2 separate regions of the Sus scrofa genome follow, and region 2 is linked to region 1. Evidence: chromatin contacts called from public Hi-C data. All regions are on one chromosome and are shown on one strand. The core of a region is the stretch at or near the end of the contact, and the rest is flanking DNA. Distances in the headings are between cores, read along the strand shown.

What was found. A called contact is a pair of places that touch in the nucleus more often than the background predicts.
Region 2: a Hi-C map of blood shows a contact between it and region 1, with 3 times the contacts expected there. The contact joins the promoter of LYST here to the enhancer-like site in region 1. A contact is called at or near these places in 2 of 5 promoter capture datasets (both in liver), 13 of 47 Hi-C or Micro-C datasets (adipose tissue, alveolar macrophages, blood and 6 more) and 1 of 2 datasets of contacts at active chromatin or transcription factors (alveolar macrophages).

Annotation. Positions count from the first base shown.
Region 1 is chr14:55,356,603-55,363,611 of Sscrofa11.1, forward strand. No RefSeq gene overlaps it. Among named protein-coding and RNA genes, the nearest start is that of LYST, 73 kb to the right of the region's middle. Within about 2 kb of position 4,884, at least 15 of the 83 cell types and tissues checked have an H3K27ac peak or open chromatin away from gene starts, as enhancers often do. A contact at or near this core is called in alveolar macrophages, fetal liver and liver, where this site is marked.
Region 2 is chr14:55,429,659-55,436,297 of Sscrofa11.1, forward strand. It overlaps LYST (lysosomal-trafficking regulator), which reads left to right and starts at 3,505. Exons shown (of 54, transcript XM_021073151.1): 1 at 3,505-4,040.

The DNA.
Region 1 (7,009 bases), core at 3,634-6,133:
ATTATAGTTTTGATTTGCATTTCTCTAATAATTAGTGATATTGAGCATTTTTTCATGTGCTTATTGGCCATCTGTATATCTTCTTTGGAGAAATGTATATCTTCTTCAGGTTTTCTGCCCATTTTTCAATTGGGTTATTAGTTGTGGGCTTTTTGATGATGGCCATTCTGACTGATGTGACGTGATACCTCATTGTAATTTTGATTTCTCTAATAATTAGTGATGTTGAGCATATTTTTCATGTGTTTTTCAGCCATCTGTTATGTCTTTGGAGAAATCTCGAATAGCACTCTTTTTTAAACTTTTTTTTAAAAGTTGAAGTATAGTTGATTTACAATGTTGTGTTAGTTTCAGGTGTACAGCAAAGTGATTCATATATAAGAATGAATTCTTTTCCATTATAGGTTATTACAAGATACTGAATAGTTCCCTGTGCTATACAAGTAGGTCCTTGTTGTTTATTTTATATATAATAGTATATATCTATTTTTTTTCCTTTTAGGGCTGCACCTGCAGCACATGGAAGTTCCCAGGCTAGGGGTCGAATCAGAGCTACAGCTACTGGCCTACACCACAGCCACACCAGATCTGAGCCAGATCTGCAACCTACACCACAGCTCATGGCAACGCCAGATCCATAACCCACTGAGCAAGGCCGGGGATTAAACCAGAGTCCTCATTGATACTAGTCAAGTTCATCACCTCTGAGCCACAACGGAAACTCTAATAGATTGTATCTATTAATCTCAAATTTCTAGTTTATCCCTCCCTTCCCCCCTTTCCTCTTTGTACCCATACATTTGATGGGCATGACTTTTAATGACTGCATAGTATTCTATTCAGTTGTATGAATGAATAATAAACTCCAACCAGCTTTCTTACTGACAAACATTTAAGATGGTTCTGTTTTTTTGGGTTTTATTTTTTAACTATGGTATATAACACTTAATGTATGCCCTTGTACTTATACCAAAGTGTCCTTATTTATTTCTCTAGGATAAATTCCAACACACTATTATTTGAGATTTCATGGCTTTTCATAAATACCTCCCAACTGACCCACAGAAATTTGTACCAGCATATACTCCCACGAGCAGAAGGGTTTGTGCCCCTTCCCTGGTTGTCTGCCTTTTGAGAGTTCTTTTTGAAAAAACCTTTGACAATTAGAAGATACCCATGGGGGGTGTCATTTATGAAAACCTAGTTGAGTGATCCTTTAAGTATTTATTCCTCACTTTTTAATTCCTTTTTTCAGTTGCCTTTTTGAGTCCTTTGTTGATGTTGTTGTTTTTAAAACTGGGACAATCTTACCGATTTATAAGGGCTTTATGCATTTTAAAGTTAATTAGCCTTTTCCATAGATATTGCAAATAATCTATCTCAGGGATTTGGGGATTTTGTTTTTGGGTTCCTTTGCCAGTGAGGGGAGGGGTTGATCTAGAAGTAGTCAATTCCTGCTTATTCTGCAGCACTACATGCCTCCCAAAGCAGCCTGAACCAGGGGAGAAGCTCTGGCCTAAAGGTCACGAGGCCCAGGCTCTACCCTGTGGCAGATTATTTTCCAACGTGGCCTCAGCACCACCACCCAGCCCATGTATTTTTAAAGAGCTCGGGGAGTTCCTGTTGTGGCTAAGTGGGTTAGGAACCTATCATAATGTTGGTGAGGATGCGGGTTCGAGCCCTGGCCTTGTTCAGTGGGTTAGGATCTGGCATTGCTGCAAGCTGCAGTTGTAGGTGGCAGATGTGGCTCAGATCTGGTGTGGCTGTGGATGTGGTATAGTCCTGCAGCTGCAGCTCCGATTGGACCCCTAGCCTGGTAATTCCCATATGCTGCAGGTGCGGCCCTAGAAAGAAAAAAAAAAGTAAAACACCGTTTTAATTCCTTCACCACCAATTATGGGTTGAATTCTTCCCCCTCAAAAAGAAATGCTGAAGTCCTAACCCCATGTACCTCAGAATATGACCTTGTTTGGAGACAGGGTCTTTACAGGTACTTGGGTTCAGGTAAGGTCATTGAGATGGGCCTTCATCCAGTAGGATCTGGTGTCTTTATAAAAAGAGAAATTTGCAGAGTTCCCGTCATGGCGCAGTGGAAACGAATCCAGCTAGGAACCATGAAGTTGCAGGTTCGATCCCTGGCCTTGGTCAGTGGGTTAAGGGTCTGGTGTTGCTGTGAGCTGTGGTAGAGGTCGAAGATGCAGATCTGGTGTGGCTGTGGTGTAGGCGGCAGCTGTAGCTCTGATATGACCCCTAGCCTGGGAACCTCCATGTGCCTTGGGTGTGGCCCTAAAAAAGCCCCCCCCCCCAAAAAAAAGCGAGAGAAATTTGGACTCAGAGACACACAATCCAGGAAAAGCCCATGTGAAATGGAGGCTGGCACTGGGGTGATGCATCTACAAGGCAAAGAGGCCAAAGCTGACCGCCAAGCCCCTAAAGCCAGGAGCAGATCCCTCCCCAACCCTCAGAAGGGACTGACCCTGGGAGTTCCCATGTGGCTTAGCAGTAACAAGCCCAACCAGTATCTATGAAGTTTTGGCTTCGATCCCTGGCCTGGCTCAGTGGGTTAAGGATCTGGTGTTGCCGTGAGCTGTGGTGTAGGTCACAGATTTGGCTCAGATCCTGCATTTCTGTGGCTGTGGTATAGGCTGGCTGCTACAGCTCCAATCAGACCCCTAGCCTGGGAACATATATATGCTGCGGGTACGGCTGTAAAAACAAACAAAAGCCAACAACAACAATAAAAAAGAAGAGCCTGACCCTGACAACACCCTGACCCCAGACGTCTGACCTCCAGAATGTGAACACCGTAAATCCCATTGGACGTCGTGAGGGGAGCCTAGACAACGAATGGCGTGGGATACACTGTACCTTGGTTCTAACAGCTGAGTTCCTGGGAGGGAAAGAGCACATGGGTTCAGAAAGGAAACCAACGCGGGGAGTTCCCGTCATGAATCTGACTAGGAACCATGAGGTTGCCGGTTCAATCCCTGGCCTTGCTCAGTGGGTTAAGGATCCGACATTGCTGTGAGCTGTGGTGTAGGTCGCAGACGCGGCTCGGATCCCACGTTGCTGTGGCTACACCGTAGCCCGGTGGCTACAGCTCTGATTAGACCCCTAGCCTTGGAATCTCCATATGCCCCCGGAGCGGCCCTAAAAAAAAAAAAAAAAAAAAAGGGAAACCAACGTGAGCGTGAGCTGCAAATGTGTGCCCGCCTCCCGGGCCCCCGCATCCCTCATCCAGAGCTCAGCACCTCCTGCGAGCCTGGCAGTCAGCCCTGTGTTAGGTCAGGGCCTTGGAGGCTGGATTAGACTTCACTGGTCTCCACAAGTGACTCCCATGTGGAGCAAGGTGGGAACCATTGCACATTTAATGGGGAGAAAAAAAACCCTAAGGGATTTAATGGGGATGGAGTTACATCAGTTATTGCTTAATTCTTAGTACAACCGAGGTTTCCAATCCATCAACATCTGATGTCTTTCCGTTTATTTAAAAGCTACAATTTTTTTTTTTTTTGTCTTTTTTGGGCTGCACCTGCAGCATATGGGAGTTTCCAGGCTAAGGGTTTAATCAGAGATGCAGCTGCTGGCCTATACCACAGTCACAGAAACGCTAGATTGGAGCTGCATCACGGCAACACAGGATCCTTAACCCACTGAGCAAGGCCAGTGATTGAACCCGCAACCTCATGGTTCCTAGTCAGATTCGTTTCTGCTGCGCCATGAGGGGAACTACCAATTCTTTTTTTTTTTTTTTTTAATTTTTTTTTTCTTCAGGGTTGCAGGTGTGGCATATGGGAGTTCCCAGGCTAAGGGTCGAATCAGAGGTATAGCTGCCAGCCTATGTCACAGTTCATGGCAATGCAGGATCCTTAACCCACTGAGCAGGGCCAGGGATCAAACCCATATCTTCATGGATACGAGTTGGGTTCATTTCCACTGAGCCACAATGGGAATTCCAAGAGCTATAATTCTTGAGCAACTATTACACTCTGACCCATAGCCTAAATCAAATGTCATCTACTTGTTATTGATGTGGCATCTGAACCCAACCCAGAGAGGTAAATAAACCTGCAAAGGCGACACAGTGAGCATGCTGGAATCCTGGGCTCGATCTGTCTCATGCTCTTTCCATTTTGTGGCCTCTTCTCATTACTAAGGAGGCCTCCAGCCAGTTCTAGTTTACAGCCTTTCATGGGCATAAGTAGCTGCCTTAAAAAAACAGACAAGGGACTGATAAAAACAAATTGCAAATCAGGTCATCTGTCGTAACATGGGAAAATGTACAAATGTAGAGAGACGGGAATGAAGCGGTCATGGAACACTGTGCATCCTGCTGCCTATTTTTGTACAACCAGGGGTACATGTGTTTTGCACTTAGGGAGAGACTGGAAGCAGACACGAGAAACTGGTAACCGTGGTTCTCTCTGGGGAGGGGTATGTGGTGCTGGGTTAGGGAGAAGGGGTTTCACTTTTCTGCACAGATTAACCTCTACTGTCATTAGAAGGCTTTGCTAGAAGCATGCACTACCTTTCTAACTAAAAGAACTCGTTGAGAGAGAGGTGAGGAAAGATTTTCCCCATATGGCTGATTGCAGAACCTTGAAAATGGGAAGTTCCTTGGTTCCCCTTCACAACCGTAGTGGCCGTGGAGTAATTGCATCCTCCTGCGGGTCACCTTGTGGCGTGGGGGTGGGGGTGGGGAAGGAAGAGGCAACACGCCTGTCCCTGGCCTCCCGAGGGTCCTCTGCTAGGCTGACGGTGAGTGTAGCCATAGCTGCTGCCCTGAAGATGAGCTGGAGGTGGTCCCCACTGGGGTGTGAAGGCTGCTTCACCGGGGGCTCCAGAGGGCCTTGCAGCACTTCCTGTTTGGGGACCACGTGAAAGTGACAGAGGAAGCTGCGGTTGGGACAGTGAGAGTGCCATATGGGGAGGATACTCTTTGCTCTTTGGGGTGGAACACTCCTGGGAGCACCTGCAAAAGGCTCAGCCAGGTGGGGATGCACCCCTATGCTGCCCCAGGTCCCTGGAGACCATGGGGTATGCGAGACCTTCACCCTGATTCCCTGCCCCACCCCAATAGCCTCCCCCGCCCTCACCGGACCCACCCTTCCCTCTCCCCAGCACTTCTCACACTGCGCTGAAATGACCTATTTCTTTGTCCAATTTCCGGACTGGCCTTTGCAGTTTTTGAAAGCAAAGTCTCTGTTGTACGCACCTTTGCTTTTCTAACACTTAGCGTGGTGCAGGGCTCATAACAGGCACACCTTAAACTTTAGATGGAGGGACAGATGGATCGATGGAGCTAGTGCTGTGGAAGCCAATATACTCCCAATCCAGATACAAATTCTTCCAGCCCAAACTCTCTCCCACTGCCTAGATGTGGCCCCCCACATCAGCCAGCTGTCCAGTGGGTGTGAGCATACAGCACACTCTAGGAGACATTGCATGTCTGTTCTCATTGGTCTTCCTGAGTGGCTGAAAAGAGAACAGACTTGCAACAATGAGAAGTCACAGACTGGGAGAAAATATTTGCAAAGCACCTACCTGATAAAGAACCAGCATCCGAAATATGTAAAGAACTCTTAAAACTCAATAGTAAGAAAAAAGAAGACTCGACTTAATAAGTGGGCAAAGGATCTAAACCTATCTCATCAAAGAAGATATACAGGTGGAAAGTATCATGTGAAATGATGCTCAGCACCAATGTAAGTAGGGAATTATTAATTAAAAGAGCAATGATAATTAAATGAAAGAGCACTGTGGTGGTTTGGGTTGCTGCTGTGCCAAAGTTTCCATCCCTGGCCTGGGAACTTCCATGTGCTTTAGGAGCAGCCGAAAACAAAGCCAAAAAAACAAAACCCCAAAAAACAAAAACAAACAAACAAAAAACAACCATGAACTACCACTATTTATCTTAGGAATGACCAAAATCCAGAACACTAACACCACCAAATGGTGGCAAAGATGTGAAGAACAGCAACTCTTGTTAATTTCTTTGGGAATACAAAGTGGAACAGATACTTTGATATCATTGCTTACAAAACTAATTATGCTCCTACCACACGATTTAGCAATCATGCTCCCTAGTATTCATCCAAAGAAGCTGAAAACATACCCACACAAAAACCTGAAATCAGATGTTTACAGCAGCTTTATTCATAACTGCCAAAACGTGGAAACCAAGGAAGATGTCCTTCGGTAGGTGAATGGATCAAGGAGCTGTGGTCCATCCAGACAATGGGATATTAGCCCCAAAAAGACATGAGCTATCAAGCCATGCAAAGACATGGAGGAGCCTTAGATGCATATTACTAAGTGAAAGATGCCCATCTGAAAGGCCACACACTGTATGACTCCAACTACTTGACATTCTGGAAAGGAAAAACTATGGAGACAGTAAAAAGATCAGTTGTTTCAGGGTGGAGTGGAAGGGAATGATGAAGAGGTGGAGTGCAGAGGGGTGAATACAATAGAGCTATGAACTATTGTGTATGATATTGTATAGGTGAACACATGTTATTCCACCCTAAACAGAGCCCATAGAATGTACAGCTCCAAGAGTGAACTTTAAACTATAGACTATATATAAGAACAGTGTATCAACATTGCCTCGTCCATTGTAACGAGAGTACCACACTTCCTAATGCAAGATGTTAATAATAGGGGAAACTCTGGATGTGTGTGTGTGTGTGTGTGAAGTGTATGCACTTTCTGCTCAATGTTTTCTGTAACTATAAAACAGCTCAGGAGTTCCCCAGTTGCACAGTGGGTTAAGGATCCAGCATTGTCACCACTGTAGCTAGGGTTGCTGCTATGGCACAGGTTTGATCTCTGGCCTGGGAACTTCCACATTCCACAGGTGTGGCCAAAAAACAAAACAAAACAGAAGTTACCAGTTCATACTCATCATGTCAAAATAAAGAGAAAAGTGGTACTCAAGTGTGGATTATTTTGTATCAAATTAGATGGCAAAGCATTATGCTTATTGTTTAATAACACATAAGGATGA
Region 2 (6,639 bases), core at 2,255-4,754, 72 kb after region 1:
GAATTTTCTCTCCACTCCACTCCTCATCATAACTCGACATACTTTTAATGTGCCATTCTCTCATCTTGAATAATAATAGTAGACAACCTATATATAGGAGAAATAATTAATGACTTTTATATTTTCCTCTTGATGTGTTTTAAAGAGTACAGTAACTCTTTCAGGATAAATGGTTTAATTCCCCCCTTGAATTTAATGCCAACTAATTTAACACCAGTTTAGGGCCATTTATCTTTATCATATAAAAGATTAAAGTGATTAAAACTTTTTGTTTTTTTGCTCTGACCTATAATAACCTCTGGTCCCTATTTTACTTCCTCTTGTGCATGGGTTACCAGAAATATAGGCCAAATTCAGAGCAACTATAATAATCACCCCATCTCATGTAACTGGTTATATTCACCCATTTACAGAGTCCCTATTGTATCTGCAATCTTAAGTTACCCTATTTTTCTATTGTTTATGTTTGGACAACTATCTTGTGCCATGTCAGAACTAGGCAGGATATAAATTCTAAATAAATGAAAGTACTACTGCACCTTTACAAAGTTAACTCCTTCGAAACTGCCTGAGTCTCCTTCAAAGCCTTATTGTAATAGGATAGTAAGAACTCCACAGACTCTTCAAGTTGGAAATATCTTCGAGGAAATCAAGTTCACTGTTTGGTTTTCCCTAATTGACCGGTTAATCTGGCAAAACCAGGACCCCTAAGAACCGATAAGGAGGATCACTGCTACCGAAAATGTATATAAGGCGTTTTGGAATCTGCCCCCAAGGTTTAAGCCATTTTTGATATGAGTCTGTATCCCAGAAAAGTGTTTAACTAAATGATTGAAACCTGTCTTCCAAATGAATCATTGGCACCCTGTTCATGAACAAGGGCCTCCAAATTCCTAATAGGCACAAGATTGTTTTGCTTCCAGAAAGCTTTCAGGAAGAAAACACTAATCCAGCACACCAAGCTGTGATAGGTGCTCATACAGCAGTAGAAGTAAAGGAGGCAGGAAGCATCAGGATAAATGCAAGCAAACACTTCCTTTAGTCTTCACAGGTATTCAAAATACTTTAGGACTTTTTTTGTGTGCTACAAGGTGAAACAAAGCTAACAAACCTTTCAAGGTAAAGAGAATTTTTTTTCCCCTAGGGACATACATTGGTGGTGACTTTATTATCTCTTAGCATTCAGACAGTTTTTGAGTTGGAAAGATAAAGAACTTTCTCTCAGTGCCTTTGACCCTTACGTCTCTGTTGGGTGTGTGTCACTGAGCTAAACTAGAACTGACCCAAGGATGGTAAATAAAGTCAAACTACCCTCGTTGCACTGAGTGTAGCTGGAGGAGTCCCAGACACGGCCCAAGCAGCAACAGACATTGCAAGCAGGGGTTGCAATCACGACTCATTGAAAAGATACTTATCAAGAGCCGAACACATACATGGCACATAAAATATTAAACTACATTTGCAACTATCTGTTTAGGAACCAATTATGAAGACTGTGCCAGGTACTTTAGTGTTTAGCCAGGCATGGAAATTGAGAACCGTAAGTAATCCGATAATACCTATTATAAATATTCACTTTAACAGCCATTGTTCCAAACTCCACCGTGATGTTATAATATGAATTTGTTTAACTGTAATTGGTGTCTGGAATATAACCTAATTAATATCAATTTCTAAGTACAGTAATAGCACTGAAAGTTCTGAGCAAATACATGTAATACATAATAGTAATTCAACAAATACTTATCGCACATCTGTATAGTCTATATATGTATCATACACACATGTGTGCGCGCGCACACACACACACACACACAGAGTAGCCTAGTAGGTAGTTAAGAGCTTGCAACTGCAAGTTAAACTGACCAGTGTTATCATTTAAAAGCAATATGACAAACAAACTGATGGTTACCAAAGGAGAAAGGATTGAGGGAGGGACAAATTAGGAATTTGGGATTAGCAGATACAAACTACTATCTATAAAATAAACAAAGTCCTACTGCACAGTGCCTGGAACTATATGCAATAGCTTGTAATAACCTATAATGGAAAAGAATTTGAAAAATAATAGATATACATGTATATGTATAACTGAATCACATTGCTGTGCACTAGAAACTAACACAACTTTGTAAATCAACTCTACTTCAATAAAATAGATTTTTTTTTCTTTTTTGGCCACACCCATGGCATATGGAAGTTCCTGAGCCAGGGATTGATTCTGAGCCACAGCTGTCACCTATGCCATAGCTGTGGCTATGCTCAATTCTTAACCTGCTGCACCACAATGGGAACTCCTAAAATAAAACTAAAAAAAAAAAAAAAAAAAATACATATATATATATAAATATATATATATATATATACACACACACACAAATAATTGAGAGGAATAAAGCAACTACTTGAGAACTTAAAAACTAATTGAAAAAATAAATAAATTTTTAAAAAATCAAAAATAAATATATGAAAGAAGTGCAGGGAGTTTCTGTCATGCCTCAGCAGAAAAGAATCTGACTAGCATTCATGAGGATGTGGGTTCGATCCCTGGCCTCGCTCAGTGAATTAAGGATCTGGCATCGCTGGGAGTTGTGGTGTAGGTCAAAGATACGGCTTGAATCTGATGTTGCTGTGGCTGTGGCGTAGGCCAGCAGCTGCAACTCAGACTCAACCCCTACCCTGGGAACCTCCATATGCTGCAGGTGGGGCCCTAAAAAGTAAAAAAAAAAAAAAAGTGTGGCATTGAACAAGTCTCAGATTTCTTATCTATAAAATAAACAAATGTTTTTTATTATTAATAATAAAATATTAATCCAGAAATCCATAATAGGCATGGGATTGAAAATATGAGAGTATTTGTAATCAAATTTTTATAAAAAATAATAGGAGTTCCTATTGTGGCTCAGCGGTAACAAATCTAACTAGTAGCCATGAGGATATGAGTTCAATCTCTGACCTCGCTCAGTGGTTAAGGATCTGTCATTGCTATGAGCTGTGGTGTAGGTCACAGATGCAGCTCGGATCCCTCATTGCTGTGGCTATGGTGTAGGCTGGCAGCTGCAGCTCTGATTTGACCTCTAGCCTAGGAACTTCCATATGCTGTGAGTGAGGACCTAAAAAGCAAAGATAGATAGATAGATAAATAAATAAATACAAAAAGAATAACAGCAGAAGAAAAAAAAAAAAAGAGAGAGGGAGAGGCAGATGTCAGCACAAAAGAAGGGCAGAAATACTACACTACGAGTTTGGTGAAAGTGGCAGTGGCTTGGTGTTTAGTTTGTTTCTATGTCCTCCAAGTGGCTGCAGAATTCTCAAAACAAGAGTGATGATGCTCCTTGCAAACATAGGCCCTCCCCCTCTGCCAGAGAATCAGAGCACTCTGACTCACAGAAGCCACCACAAAATCACTAACTGGAAAGCCCTGCTGCAGCTCCACTGCAAAGAAATTGAACTTGATTTGCCAGATACGCCACGTGATCCAAGCAGGGCCTCCTGCCAAAGAGCCAGAGGGAGAGGGCCACTTGCCTTCCTGGGAGCACAGACCGCCTAGCCTCATCACCAAACGGAGAGGCAGCAGAGGGCTTTACAAGAAGTCATTTCCAATGATGATTTGGCTTTGAAAAGGGTGGCTGCAGTGCCAGCGTGTTTGGTGCATTGCCTCTTTGGGCTGAGGATCCATTCTTCCCACGGAGAAGTTGTGTCATGAGGTTCTTGTGGTGCATAAAGCTACCCTTCCCCATCTGCTCCTGCAGCTTCCTCTGGTGACATCGGAAAGGCTGCAGGGTTCGCCATTGCCATCTAATGGGGCTTCAGGCTGTTCAACTCAACTGTGCATGCTCTGATAATGCCAGGAGAATGATGCAACCCTAAGTCAGCTGAACAGAAGCCGGAAGTTAACTGCAAACAAGTGACCCAGCTTGCATAACAACATGGTCCTCCAGTTTCACTGCAGCAAGAGTAGATGGCTGCTAATTAGCCGGCAGTGAAGATGCCTACAGAGTGATGACAACAAGGAAGAGTTCCTGGCTCCCTGGAAAAAGGTAATCACCTTACAGATAGGATTCAAGTGTTTCTGAGACACCCACCCTCCAGTGGCAGCCAAGTGTGTGGACAGCTTTGGTGGGCAGGCTAGGTAAAGGCTGAGAGCTGTAGGACCACCAGGGAAGGGGATAAGCAGATGAACTCCTGGCCACCCAGGTGCTCTCAGGAGCTGCTTCCTGCAGACTGCTTGCTCTGAGAGGAAGGAGAAGGAAGATACCTGTCTGGAATGGGCTGAGCCAATGACCCTCAATGGAGAGATTCCAGCTGTCATTCTTGGATGTCAGTACAGTGAGGTTGTTCATCCTGAGCACAGCACAGGTGTAAGGACTCACACAGTAAGTGGGTGCTGATGGGCTCCCCTGGGGTGTTATTAGACAAGGTGCATCAACCCAATACAGTCAAGAGGTACTTCCTCTCTCACCCCTCACTGCCAGCCCTATCTAACCCTTCAGCCTCTATCATATTCCTGCTCTATGATAAGAAGAGCTCAAGTGCTACTATTTAGGAGGCTTTAGACTGGTCTAGGAGGAGAAGGGAGACAGCATAGAGCTAAGGATGGAAGTGGCGAATTATGAAGGGATAAATAAGAAATTCTGTGGCTGGAGTGGTGGGGGAAGGGAAAGACTGTGAATGAGATTAGAGGGAAAGCTCGGAGAAACCAGAATGCCTGCCAGATGGAGAGAGGTGCTGAGCCTAGGATGGAAGTCAGGGGTTTAGAGATTGGGATGGAAGAACAAGCCCAAGTAGGGTTGAGCAATTGTTCTGAGCCAGGAGACTGGAAGAGCTTGGGAGTGGGTCAGCCTGGCTGGGGAGGTGGATGAAGAAGATGAAAAGAGAGAAGTGGATGAAAAGACAACTCCATCTACTCAGAAGCCCAGTAGCCTTGTCTGATTCTGCTCCATGAAGCTTCTCACCCCCCACTTCTGGCTGGTTCCCACATTCTGCTCAACAGCCCTCTCTGTTCCCATGACTTCTCCATTTGGGTCCTCATCATCTTTCTGAGACAACTTCCAGAGTCTCCCCACCAGGCTCCCTGCCTCTAGTCTCTCTCCCCTCCAATCCATCCCTCACACAACTTCCGAACCTTATCTTTTCAAAATGCAAGCTTGGTCACATCCCCAAACTTAAAGGACTCCAGTGGCTTCCCACTGCCTGCAGAAAAAAAACCCCAAACATCTCGCCTGGCATGTAGGAGGCTTCCAGATCCCCCCTCACCCTGTCATTGGAGCTTCAACTCTTGTAACTTACCTGCAAGTACCCAGTCCCCCAGATAATCTGTGGTTCTTGAATATTACCTTGTAATCGCCTTCCTACTTCCCAAAGTTACTCCCTCAGCCCAGAATACCCTTTCCTTCTGTCCCGCCTACCAAACCTCTTCTCATTTTTCAAGACAAAACCACCTCCTCCGAGAAGTCTTCCTCATACTCCTCCCTCTGGATTACAGTGAATTGTTCTGTCTCCTAGTCCCTGTGTGTGTTAAAATATATAAAGTCTAACATTTGCCACTATAACCATATTAAGTGTATAGTTCTGTGGCATTAAGTATATTCACATTCATTGTGCAACCATCATCACCATCCATTGCCCGAACTTTTTCATCCCCTCTCAAACTAATACTCTGTCCCTGTTAAACAATGACTCATTATTCCCCCCTCCAGGCTCTGAAAACCATCATTCTACTTTCTACCTATGCACTTAATTACTCTGTCTCATATAAGTGGAATCACATATTTCACTTTGTGCCTGGCTTCTTTCATTTAGCATAACACCTTCAAGGTTCATTCATGTTGTAGCAGGTGTTAGAATTTCCTTCCTTTTTAAGGCTGAATAATATTCCACACTATGGATAGACCACATTTTGCTGATCTAGTCATTCATCAAGGATGCTTGGGTTGCTTCCATCTTTTGATTATCGTGAACGAGGCTACTATGAACCTCAGAGTTCCAAGTATTTGTTCGAGTCCCGGCTTTCAATTCTTTAGGGAGAGAACATAGAAGTGGAATTGCTGGGTCGCGTGGTAATTCGCATTCCTTTTCCCTCGAAGGTAATTGTGCCTAGGAAGTGTGTGTCTTCAATAACATAATGTAGCCATATATAAATTCCCTGGAATAATGTTCAATTATTAAAGCACAGCAAAACCCCAGAAAGAGTATTTGACCCTCCCCTGCAGTTAAAGTATGTTTTCCACACAGAGAAGTTGCCAACCAGTTGAAACGTGACAATGTTGTTAACGCTGAAACTCTAAAATTAGACTCTGGCAAAACACTTCTGAAAAAAATCCTTTCAAGAAATCCAGTTGGTAAGTTTGGTAGTTAGGAGTCTGTCACGACTTGCTTGGGAATTTGGAATCAAGAAACCCAAGTTCCAGCCCTGGCCTGCCTGTTACTAACAGTAAGTTACCTAATTCTCTAGGCTCTGGTTTGACCATCAGCAAAATAACAACTGCCCCTGTACATTCATGGGAAAGGAGCAATCCAAATGAATGCATTCTGGTAATCTCAAAAAAAAAAAAAAAAAAAAAAAAAAAAAGGAGTTCCCATCATGGCTCAGCGGTATTGAACCCAACTAATATTCCTGAGGATGCCGGTTCAGTTCCT